Linked DNA regions of Hordeum vulgare: region 2 is linked to region 1. A link is a contact called in public Hi-C data. All regions are on one chromosome and are shown on one strand. Each heading gives the region's core, a stretch centred on a gene start, on an enhancer-like site or on the middle of the called end of the contact. The rest is flanking DNA. Distances are from core to core; before and after follow the strand shown. Region 1 holds the start of LOC123441926 (sister chromatid cohesion 1 protein 1-like). Region 2 holds the start of LOC123441955 (pentatricopeptide repeat-containing protein At1g43980, mitochondrial).

Region 1 (5,123 bases), core at 2,556-5,055:
GACCCCCCTAGATCCATCTGGAGGAGGGGGCGGCGGCCAAGGGGGGAGGCTTGCCTCCCAAGTTGGTGGGAGGCGCCCCCACGCCCTAGGGTTCCCAACCCTAGGCGCCTTGGGCCCTTAGGGGGCGCACCAACCCACTAGGGGGCTGGTTCCCACCCATATTCAGCCCACGTGGTCCTCCGGGGCTGGTGGCCCCTCCCGGTGGACCCCCGAAACCCTTTTGGTGGTCCTAGTACAATACCGATAAACCCCGAAACCTTTCCGGTGACTGAAACTGGACTTCCCATATATAAATATTCACCTCCGGACTATTCCGGAACTCCTCGTGACGTCGGGGATCTCATCCAGGACTTCGAACAACTTTCAGTAACCACATACAATTCCCATTACAACTCTAGCGTCACCGAACCTTAAGTGTGTAGACCCTACGGGTTCGGGAACCATCCAGACATGACCGAGACACCCCTCCAGCCAATAACCAATAGCAGGATCTGGATACCCATATTGGCTCCCACATGTTTCACGATGATCTCATCGGATGAACCACGATGTTGGGGATTCAATTAATCCCGTATATAATTCCCTTTGTCCATCGGTATGTTACTTGCCTGAGATTCGATCGTCGGTATACCCATACCTTGTTCAATCTCGTTACCCGCAAGTCTCTTTACTCGTTCCGTAACACATGATCCCGTGACTAAATCCTTAGTCACATTGAGCTCATTACGATGATGTATTACGGAGTGGGCCCAGAGATACCTCTCTGTCACACGGAGTGACAAATCCCAGTCTCGTTTCGTACCAACCCAACAAACACTTTTCGGAGATACATGTAGTGCACCTTTATAGTCACCTAGTTACATTGTGATGTTTGACATCAGAGCATTCCTACGGTATCCGGGAGTTGCACAATCTCATGGTCTAAGGAAATGATACTTGACATTAGAAAATCTCTAGCAGACGAACTACATGATCTTGTGCTATGCTTATGATTGGGTCTTGTCCATCACATCATTCTCCTAATGATGTGATCCCGTTATCAATGACATCCAATGTCCATGGCCAGGAAACCATAACCATCTATTGATCAACAAGCTAGTCAACTAGAGGCTCACTAGGGACATGTTGTGGTCTATGTATTCACACATGTATTACGTTTTCCGGTTAATACAATTATAGCCTGAATAATAGACAATTATCATGACCATGGAAATATAATAATAACCAATTTATAATTGCCTCTAGGGCATATTTCCAACACAATGATACTTCACAACTTGAGATAAATCTAGAAGAATATGGTTAGAGTTAAAAAGATCTAATCATACTCCAAATAAACCAAAAAAGGAGGTATGTGGACAAGAAGTCATCTACTCAGAAGAAGCAAACTCTTCCAATGCCCGTGTCCCACCAAAGATCGAAGGAGGAAAACCTTTGAAGAAAAACATTGTTGAAGGTTTCTTAAAGGGACAAGGTTATGAAACCCCTCCATAAGGAGAAACCAGAACTACAAGGAAGAACATGATGGAACATACCAAAGGCTCATGGCCAGAAGATGGTATAATTTTGAAGAAGTTATTGAAGAATATCGGATCATGTTTGTGTTTTGTGAACCGTCGGTCACACTCTGTGAGTTGCTCTCGAGCATGTTTGGGTGTGCCCAAAGCCCCTGGTATAAAGAAGTATCCACCTCCTAGAAGACAACAACATATTTTTTTGTGAAGATAATAAAGCTTATGATGAGCGTGAACATTGAAAGGTTGAGAATGTTGCCAAGAAAGCAAAAATGGAAGTTGTCGAGATATTAAATGACTATGTTGATCCTGGTGTTGATGGCACGTCTAAGCCAAAGATGCAGCGGAAAATAGAAGGCAAAGTCATGGGGGTCTGCAGAAGAATTTCTTCGTGAAGCTAGTGGACTCAACATTGATGAATCTTCAAATTCACCAACTCTATTGGCCAGTTTGTTGAAGAAACTAAAAAAAGACGAATGTGAAGAGTGGCTCGATGCGGGTTGAGATTGAAGTTCACTCCATGAACCAGCCGTTGCTACTATTGCAGGAGAAATCGCTCAAGAAGAACATCCAGCAAAAGAACATGTTTAGATATATGTTGGTCCAAACAGTGCCTCTAATTTTGTTGTTGCACCAAATGCCTCACCCGACCAGATTCAGAAGATGACGCGGACGATAAAATGCCTCCCTCTAATAAGTTGTATCAAACAAGTTTAGATATTGGGGATGCTTCGTTCGATCACTTGCTAGACTCGAATGTGATCGAGTATTTCATCCGTCCACGAATAATGAAGATAACCAAAGTCACTCCACATCGAAGAGCCGAATCTACCTCAAGGACCTTTGGAAAAGCTTTACGACTTCTATGGTTACAATGAAGTTAGAAGGGCAAGGAAATGCAAATTCTCGTTAATCTGCTTGACAAGACCAAGGTGGATTATGAGGAACGTATTGCCCCTGTCAAAAATGGGTAATGGAGAGAAGACAGTTGCTCGAAAAAAAAGCCTTTTCAAAAGGGAAACGTTTTAATTCAACCAGATGATTTCTTGTTTCTGTGAGTCACCTCAAAAGATTGACACGTGCCCGGTGGGAACTATGCACCGCACTGCCCCGTAACCTTATCCTTTTCCCAGACCAAGCTGTCATCTTCCTCTGGATCGGGACGTCCGATCCCCTCTCTCTCCATTACCACTACGGCCTTACTCTCTTTTCTTCCTGAGCTCCTCGCCTCTCTGTCCTTGACCTATCCCACCCCCCGTCGGCGAGCTACTGCTTCTACGAGGGGTGCCGCAGCGCTGCGATGGCTGCCACTTGACGAGGAGTCGTACCTGCGAGGGGAGCAATTGTGCGCATGGTGTGGACGGCGGCGCGAGATCCCGCGGGGCTGTTGGTAGTGGCCACCGGAGCTGTAGACGACGATGGTGTCGGAGAAGGAAGAGAGGAGCACCGCAACATCGATCCCCCAAAGCTCCACAACCTCTCTGTGTTGCGTCACATCATCTTCGTCGCCGTCAGGTTGTGTCACCATATCCGCCATCGTCGTCGCATGATTCATCCCAGCACCCCGTCACCATCGCGTTCCAGTGCAGTGAAGCTTTGCCGGTGCCCGTCGGGTGCTGCGGTGGAGCTTTGACGGGACAACCGGTGTTGTGATGGAGCACGGTCGTGCGGTGGTGGAGACGCTGCAGGGAAGCGCCCGCCGACGGCCATCGGGGTGCTACGATGGAGCACCACCGTGTCGGTGTTGGCGTTGCAACGAAACATCGCCGAGATTGCGATGAAGGGACGCCGGAGCTGCAGTGAAGCGCCAACGGTTGTTCGAGCTCCGACGAGGTTGGAGTGAAGCTCCGACGAGGTTGCAGTGAAGCGTCGGGACGGTCGTTAAATCTCCAACGAGGTTGCAGTGAAGCGTCGCGGCGGTCGTCGGAAGCTCCGCCGAGGTTGCAATAAAGGGCCCGACGGTGCTGCCATGGGAGACTGCTGCGTGATGCTGCTATGGGAGCTTAGTGGTGCCTCCCGATCCTGCGGCTGGGAGCATTTGAATCGGATGGCTGTGGAGGCGACTTAATTTTGTAACAAATCAATCAACCGGTTGATTTGTAGCAGTTTCTTTTTCGAAATCCTTTCCATGAGAGGTTGATTCGCGATTTAGCCTTTCTTAGGGGAGACACTTGCAAAACTGAAATACCGAAACTGCCCTCCGCGCGCGCACCATTCCTCCGATCAGCCACTCTTTCTTCCCACACACACACACACACACACGCACACAAAGCCCACCTCCCCACGGAACCGCACCGCAACCCCTCCCAAAACCCCCACCCACTCCGCCCGTCACCCCTCTCTCGTGCTCGTCCTCCGCAGCGCGGCGTCGCCTTCCCCTCCTCCGACCTCCCCGCGGCGTCGGTGGACGGGATGTTCTACTCGCACCAGCTCCTCGCGCGGAAGGCGCCGCTCGGTCAGATATGGTGCGTCCCCTTCCCTCCCCTCCCTCCTCGCCGGCTGCCGCCCCTCGGCCCCCTCGGTCGCGGCCGCCGGCCGCCGATTGCGCCTGTCCCGCGTATTCCTGCCTGGTCCGGGGCGTCTCCGGGGGCCCCCGTTCGATACGCTCCCAATGCGGATCCTCGTCGCTTCTGACGCTCCCCTGTTCCTCTGTCCTGTCCCCTCCTCAGGATCGCCGCCACGTTCAAAGCCAAGATAAATCGGAGGCGGCTCGACAAGCTCGACATCATCAAGATCTGGTGAGCTCCCCACCCGACACGACCGATTTCTCTCTGCTTTGAGCTCGCGGTAGCCCGTTCTTGTGCGATTCTAATTCGCGTGTGCTGCCATGTGTCTGACGCTGCAGCGAGGAGATCCTGAACCCGTCGGTGCCCATGGCGCTCAGGCTCTCCGGGATCCTCATGGGTGAGCCGCCCCTCGGGGATTATTATTTCGCTGCTTTCCTCGCCGGATTTGCTCTCCCTCCTATTCGAGTATGTATGTGACGCGCGTTTGTTGCCTTTGCCTGTGTGTCTGGGTGGCGTCCGTGATGAGCAGGTGGCGTGGTGATCGTGTACAAGAAGAAGGTGAAGCTTCTCTACGGTCAGTCCATCCCTTACCCTCCCCTCGCTGCTTGCTGCACTTTCTTCTCTTGTTGTCAAAAAATTTGTTCAGATTCTCATCGTTTGCAAATTTGTGGCCTCGCAGATGATGTGTCCCGTCTTCTGGTAAACCTCCAGCTCGAGTTTATGCCCGGTTCCTCTGCGTCCTTCCTGCTTGGTAGTTTTGTGGTTGGGTTTACGCTTGTGCTGATTTCCTCCGCAGATTGAGCTCAACCAGGCATGGAAGATCAGGCCGGCCGTGGACCACACCCTGCTCCCCAAGGGCAAGGCTCAAGCCAAGTGAGTGCTCTCTCCGTCTCCATGCCCTTCCACAAGTTTCTGAATGTGTTTGCTTGGGTGGTGATAATATGGAGCCGGCTTACATTTCTCTCTGGAGATGGGGCTTTCTTTGTGTGTTTAGACCGTCTGGTGTTAGCTTATGTATTGGTGGCTGTATGTATGGACAGCTTAATTTTGTCTGTTTATGAAATAGCAATGTCAGTCTCTGCCAGCTTGCTTGCTACCAATT
Region 2 (4,760 bases), core at 377-2,876, 140 kb after region 1:
TTTTAATTGACAAACACAACCTATGACAATGCTTTTATATCATGTATAATGAAAACTGTTACATGGTTTTGTAGAAAAACATTAAAAGTGTCAATTAAGTTATTTTTCCACGCAAGTAAGTGGTTAATAATATGGCAAGTGGGGTCAAAAAATGTGGCAAGTATGGATGAAAAAAATTAGTTGACGGAACATGTCGATATGGGATCTAGTTTCGAAGAACTCGTCGAGAGAAAGTCACTGATGAAAGCGGATCATCGATTGAATTAACGGTTTTGTAGATAAAACTTTTTAAATTTTAAAATTAAAATGAATCTTGGTGACATCATTGCATGCATGTAACAGTTTTTATTATACATAGACGGAGGTGCGGCGCCGCTCCATAGGGTTGTCCAACAATCATTTTATGCTTATGTGTATGTCTAATGTCATTGTGTTGTTTTATATTGATCTTTAAGATAAGGCAATTGCTACCAATCAGCCGACTGAAAAGTATATAAATATAAACCGCTTTGCGAGCCGTCCGATCATTGTGATCTGGACACAACGTGGCTGATTCAGATGTGGTCAACACCTCGCTCCTGCTTCGTCCTCATGTCGATGTAACGCCATGCGTGAGCGCAGAGGTGCAATCCTCGCAGCACAACTGCCACCGCTATTCGTTCCATTGTTGTGCCACCGTCAGCAGCGCCGCCGTCCGCTCCATTACAGTGCCACCGGCAGCAGCGCCGTCGCCTGCTCCATTGCAGCGTCGTCGACACATGCACCACCGTCTGTTCCATTGCTGAGCCGCAGCCCGCTCCATTGTAGCGCCATCGACAGCAGTGCTCAACCATTGCAGCGTCGTCGTCGTCGCGTCGCCGGAAGCAGCGCCCACTCCATTGCAGCGATGTCGTCTCGCCGCCGGAAGTAGCGCCTGCTCCATTGCAGCGTCGTCTCCGCTTCGTCGGAAGCAGCGCCCGCTCCATTGCAGTGCCGTCATACTCGACGTGTTGCGCCACCGGCAGCAACGCCCGCTCCACTGCAATGTTCTCGACCTCGTATGCAACGTCGGCAAACTGTCTCCGACGTTACATTGCAGCGTCCGCCTCCGACGAGATCGGCTCGGAGCTCGGCAATGCAACAGCGGCGTGTAGACTGGGCAGCAGCTTGGAGCTTAGAGCAGCAGGCCATAGCAGAGAAGCTTGAGCAGTTGGGCAGCAGTCCATGGCGGAGAAGCTTGGGCGACAGCCATGGCGAGAGGTGCGGGGGCGAGAAAGGGGATAGAGCTCAACGGAGAAATTGAGTGGTTCTCGTCTACAGATGGGGAGATAAAGCTGGGAGGTGGGCGAACACACTAGGACGCGTGGCGCCCGTAGCAGCCGGTTGATGCGAGACGGAAATCAGTCGGTTGAAAACAATGATTTTCCTTAAGATAAATCACATTGCTTTACCGAGTTAACATCCGAGTGAATAATGTAATCGATCTAGCAATCTGTACTCTTTTTGACCGTTCGTAATCTTCTCACATTACTTAGTAAAACTTTTGAATAATAACGAGTAAACAGGAGGAACCAACTAATTAAGTTGCAACTTAGCCAACAATGGACTCGTACATGGACGCGCCGCCTTCCGCCTGCTAGTCTAATTAAACTTGAATTCAACAGATAGCGGCTAGAATTTTCTTCGTGTGATGCTGCTTCAACTGTGGTTACCGGTCGTACATAAGCTGTGATCAACTTCCCTGCCCTTGCTCTATCTTTGACCGAACCTATGTCCCTACCCAGTTCGATCCTGACTGACGACGACTCCCCACCCGGCCCCGGACCGAAGCTCCTCCAGCACGGCAGCAACCGGAGTCGAGCGCCGCAGCCTCGCCGGCGGGGATGCAGGGGGCAGGAAAGCTCCTTGTCGGCGCCGGAGGGTGACGACGGCAGCCGAATGCTGTTGGACAATCCGACAGTTGCCGCCCTCTCAGCGCTCCTTGCCCGCTCCGCCTCCCTATCCGCCGCTGCGGCACTCCACGCCCGTCTCCTCCGCTCCTCACGCCTCTTCAGCCACCCCTTCCTCGCCAACTGCCTCGCCGCCGCTTACTCCCGCCTCGGCGCCACCCCTGCCGCCATCGCCCTGCTGACCCACGCGCCCAGCGACGCAGCCAACCGCTTCTCGCACAACATCCTCCTCGCCGCACTGCTCAAGTCCCGTGACCTCCCGGCTGCGCGCAGGCTGTTCGACGAAATGCCTATGAGGGACACCGTCGCCTACAATTCCATGATCTCTGGCTACGCTCAAAGCGGGCACGCCGGCGAGGCGCTCAGTCTTGCGCGCAGGATGAGGGGGCTAGGCGTCAGGCCTAGCGCCTTCACCTTCTCCATTGTCTCGTCGGCGGTCTGCTCTGCTCCCCACGGGATGCAGGTTCATGCAGCTGCCGTCCGTCACGGCTCTGCCCAACACAACGCCGTAGTGGGCAACACGCTTGTTGACATGTATCGGCGTGTCGGTCTCTTGGAATATGCCGTGCGCGTCTTTTGGAATATGAATGAACTGGACATCGTTTCGCTGAATTCTGTCATGTCAGTGTACAAGGATGATGGCCAAAGCAATGCAGTGTTTGAGTGCTTCCGGTTGACTAGAAGCCATGGGCTTTCGGTTGACGAATGCAGTGTGTCAACGGTGCTTACCGCGTGCACAGATATCGAGGATTTCGCTAAGGGTGACCAGCTCTTGGCCCTTTGCGTCAAAACAGGACTCCTGTCCAATTCTATCATTTGTAGTGCTGTTATCGGCCTGTTGTCCATGTCTGACAGACTACCTGATGTTGTCAGGCTTTTCGAGGGATTAACAAAATGGGACTCAGAAACATGCAACGCAATGATATCGTGTTATGCCAGGAGTGGTTTAATGGAGCAAGCTCTGGGCCTCTTTGTGATTGCTCTGCGAAATGCTGTTCTTCCAACTGAGTTCACTTTTGCGAGCGTGCTGAGATGGAGTTCGTGTTTTGGTCTGATGGAGCAGGGCACTCAAATCCATACGCTGGTATATAAATGTGGGTTTGAGGATGATATGATTGTTGCCACTGCTCTCGTTGACATGTATTGTAAGTTAGGTTCCTTGAAGCATGCCAGGAAACTCTTCGACAGTGTTTGTGTCAAGGATTTGGTGTTATGGAATACAATGATCATCGGTCTATCGCGGAATGGGGGAGGTAGGGAAGCTCTTGGAGTGTTTTGGTGGATGCTGGACTGTGGTGTCAAGCCAGATAGAATTACTCTTTTCGGAGCTTTATCTGCTTGTAGCTTGGGGGGTCTGGTTAATGAAGCAATGGATATAATTTTCCTGTTTAAAGCCAAGTACCATGTCGTGCCTGGCCTGGAGCACTATGCATGTGTGGCTGACATGTTAAGCCGTGCAGGATTGTTTAGAGAGGCAGAAGATTTAGTCCAGAACAAGTTGCAGAAGTGCAATACTGCTGCTCTCCTCAATATTCTTGAGGCTTGCATGATTCAAGGGGATTTTGCCATGGCAGAGTCAATCGCAGAGAATATGTTGAAACTGAAGCCTCGGTCATCACTGCCGTACACTGTTCTGGCTCGTACCTATGGTGCAAGATGTAAGTGGGAAAGCATGGCCAGGATGTGGAGGTCAATGGAAGCTTTAGGTGCAAAGAAGGTTGGGGAATGTAGCTGGCTCTGCATCAAGAATGAAATTCATGTGTTTACATCTGAACAAATATTGCATCAAGGAAGTGAAGTTACGTATGCAGTTTTAGATCTATTGTTCTGGGACATGATGGATCACATTTATGCTCCTGGTCGTGTTGGTACAATTCATACACAAGATCTCAAGAAGAACAAGGGATTTGATTGCCATCCGCAGTTCTTGGATTGCACTCTGTGAGCTGTGCAACTAACGTAATTATTCAGCTAGGACCGTCTCACAGTGGTCATGTGGTTACCTTGACTTGATAGCAAGGCAGCTTAAGCTACAGATTGTTAAGCAAGCACTACGAGCATCAAGAAAAAGACATTATCCCGAGAGAGTGCAGAAATCAGGCCATCCAGTATGTTGGCAAAGAACAGTGATCAGGTTTTACTTCGTGTTCATATATGGTGATGTGTATAGTATATTGTCTTATAGATTGATTAATTTACTTGACGTCATGTTGTCTTACAGACTGATTAATTCACTTCACATCTTTTTGCTACAGATCTTGTGCGCAGGTGGGTGGTGATCTCTTGTTAGAATTGTATAGGATTTTGCCATTGGGCGGGTACTTAGTGTGATACTTACATGCCCTTGTCGATGCCACCACAGGTCAGAATTGCACGTGGATGGCATCCAATTAGGAGTAGGGCAGGCAACTGCCATCAAGCACCTATGGGGTTATCTACAACCGATGCTAGTGATAAGCATTTGGAGAGCTTACCTGACATGGGGTTTGGCAGCATGACGATCAAAGAAAGGTCATACTAAGTTTCCAAAGGTGCCGTTGCTTCTTGCAAGTTGCAACATATCTTGGCAGATCAATTCAGAAAACTAAATAAGTACAACCTTCGTCCGGAATTAATTGACGCTGAAATGAGTGTATAGGGAGTACTAGGTTATAAACTTATAATGTCAAGTATACAGCTCTATGCAGAATACATTTTCAAGTATGCTGAGTGCAGGCCGTCTTGCTTTGTGTTGGCACTAGTGTACATGGAGAGATAGCTAGCAACCAAATGTGTAGTACATGACGCCCTTTCAATGTTCATCGCTTGCTAATTACAGGTGTGGTGGTTGCT

The links. A called contact is a pair of places that touch in the nucleus more often than the background predicts.
Region 2: a Hi-C map of leaf shows a contact between it and region 1, with 4 times the contacts expected there. The contact joins the promoter of LOC123441955 here to the promoter of LOC123441926 in region 1. A contact is called at or near these places in 2 of 6 Hi-C or Micro-C datasets (leaf and seedling).

The regions. Positions count from the first base shown.
Region 1 is chr1H:420,248,406-420,253,528 of MorexV3_pseudomolecules_assembly, forward strand. LOC123441926 (sister chromatid cohesion 1 protein 1-like) reads left to right here and starts at 3,806. Exons shown (of 20, transcript XM_045118102.1): 1 at 3,806-3,979; 2 at 4,184-4,252; 3 at 4,360-4,418; 4 at 4,551-4,595; 5 at 4,701-4,720; 6 at 4,818-4,894. The coding sequence starts at 3,927.
Region 2 is chr1H:420,389,973-420,394,732 of MorexV3_pseudomolecules_assembly, forward strand. LOC123441955 (pentatricopeptide repeat-containing protein At1g43980, mitochondrial) reads left to right here and starts at 1,627. Exons shown (of 4, transcript XM_045118136.1): 1 at 1,627-4,062; 2 at 4,184-4,196; 3 at 4,291-4,760. The coding sequence starts at 1,750. The coding sequence ends at 3,873.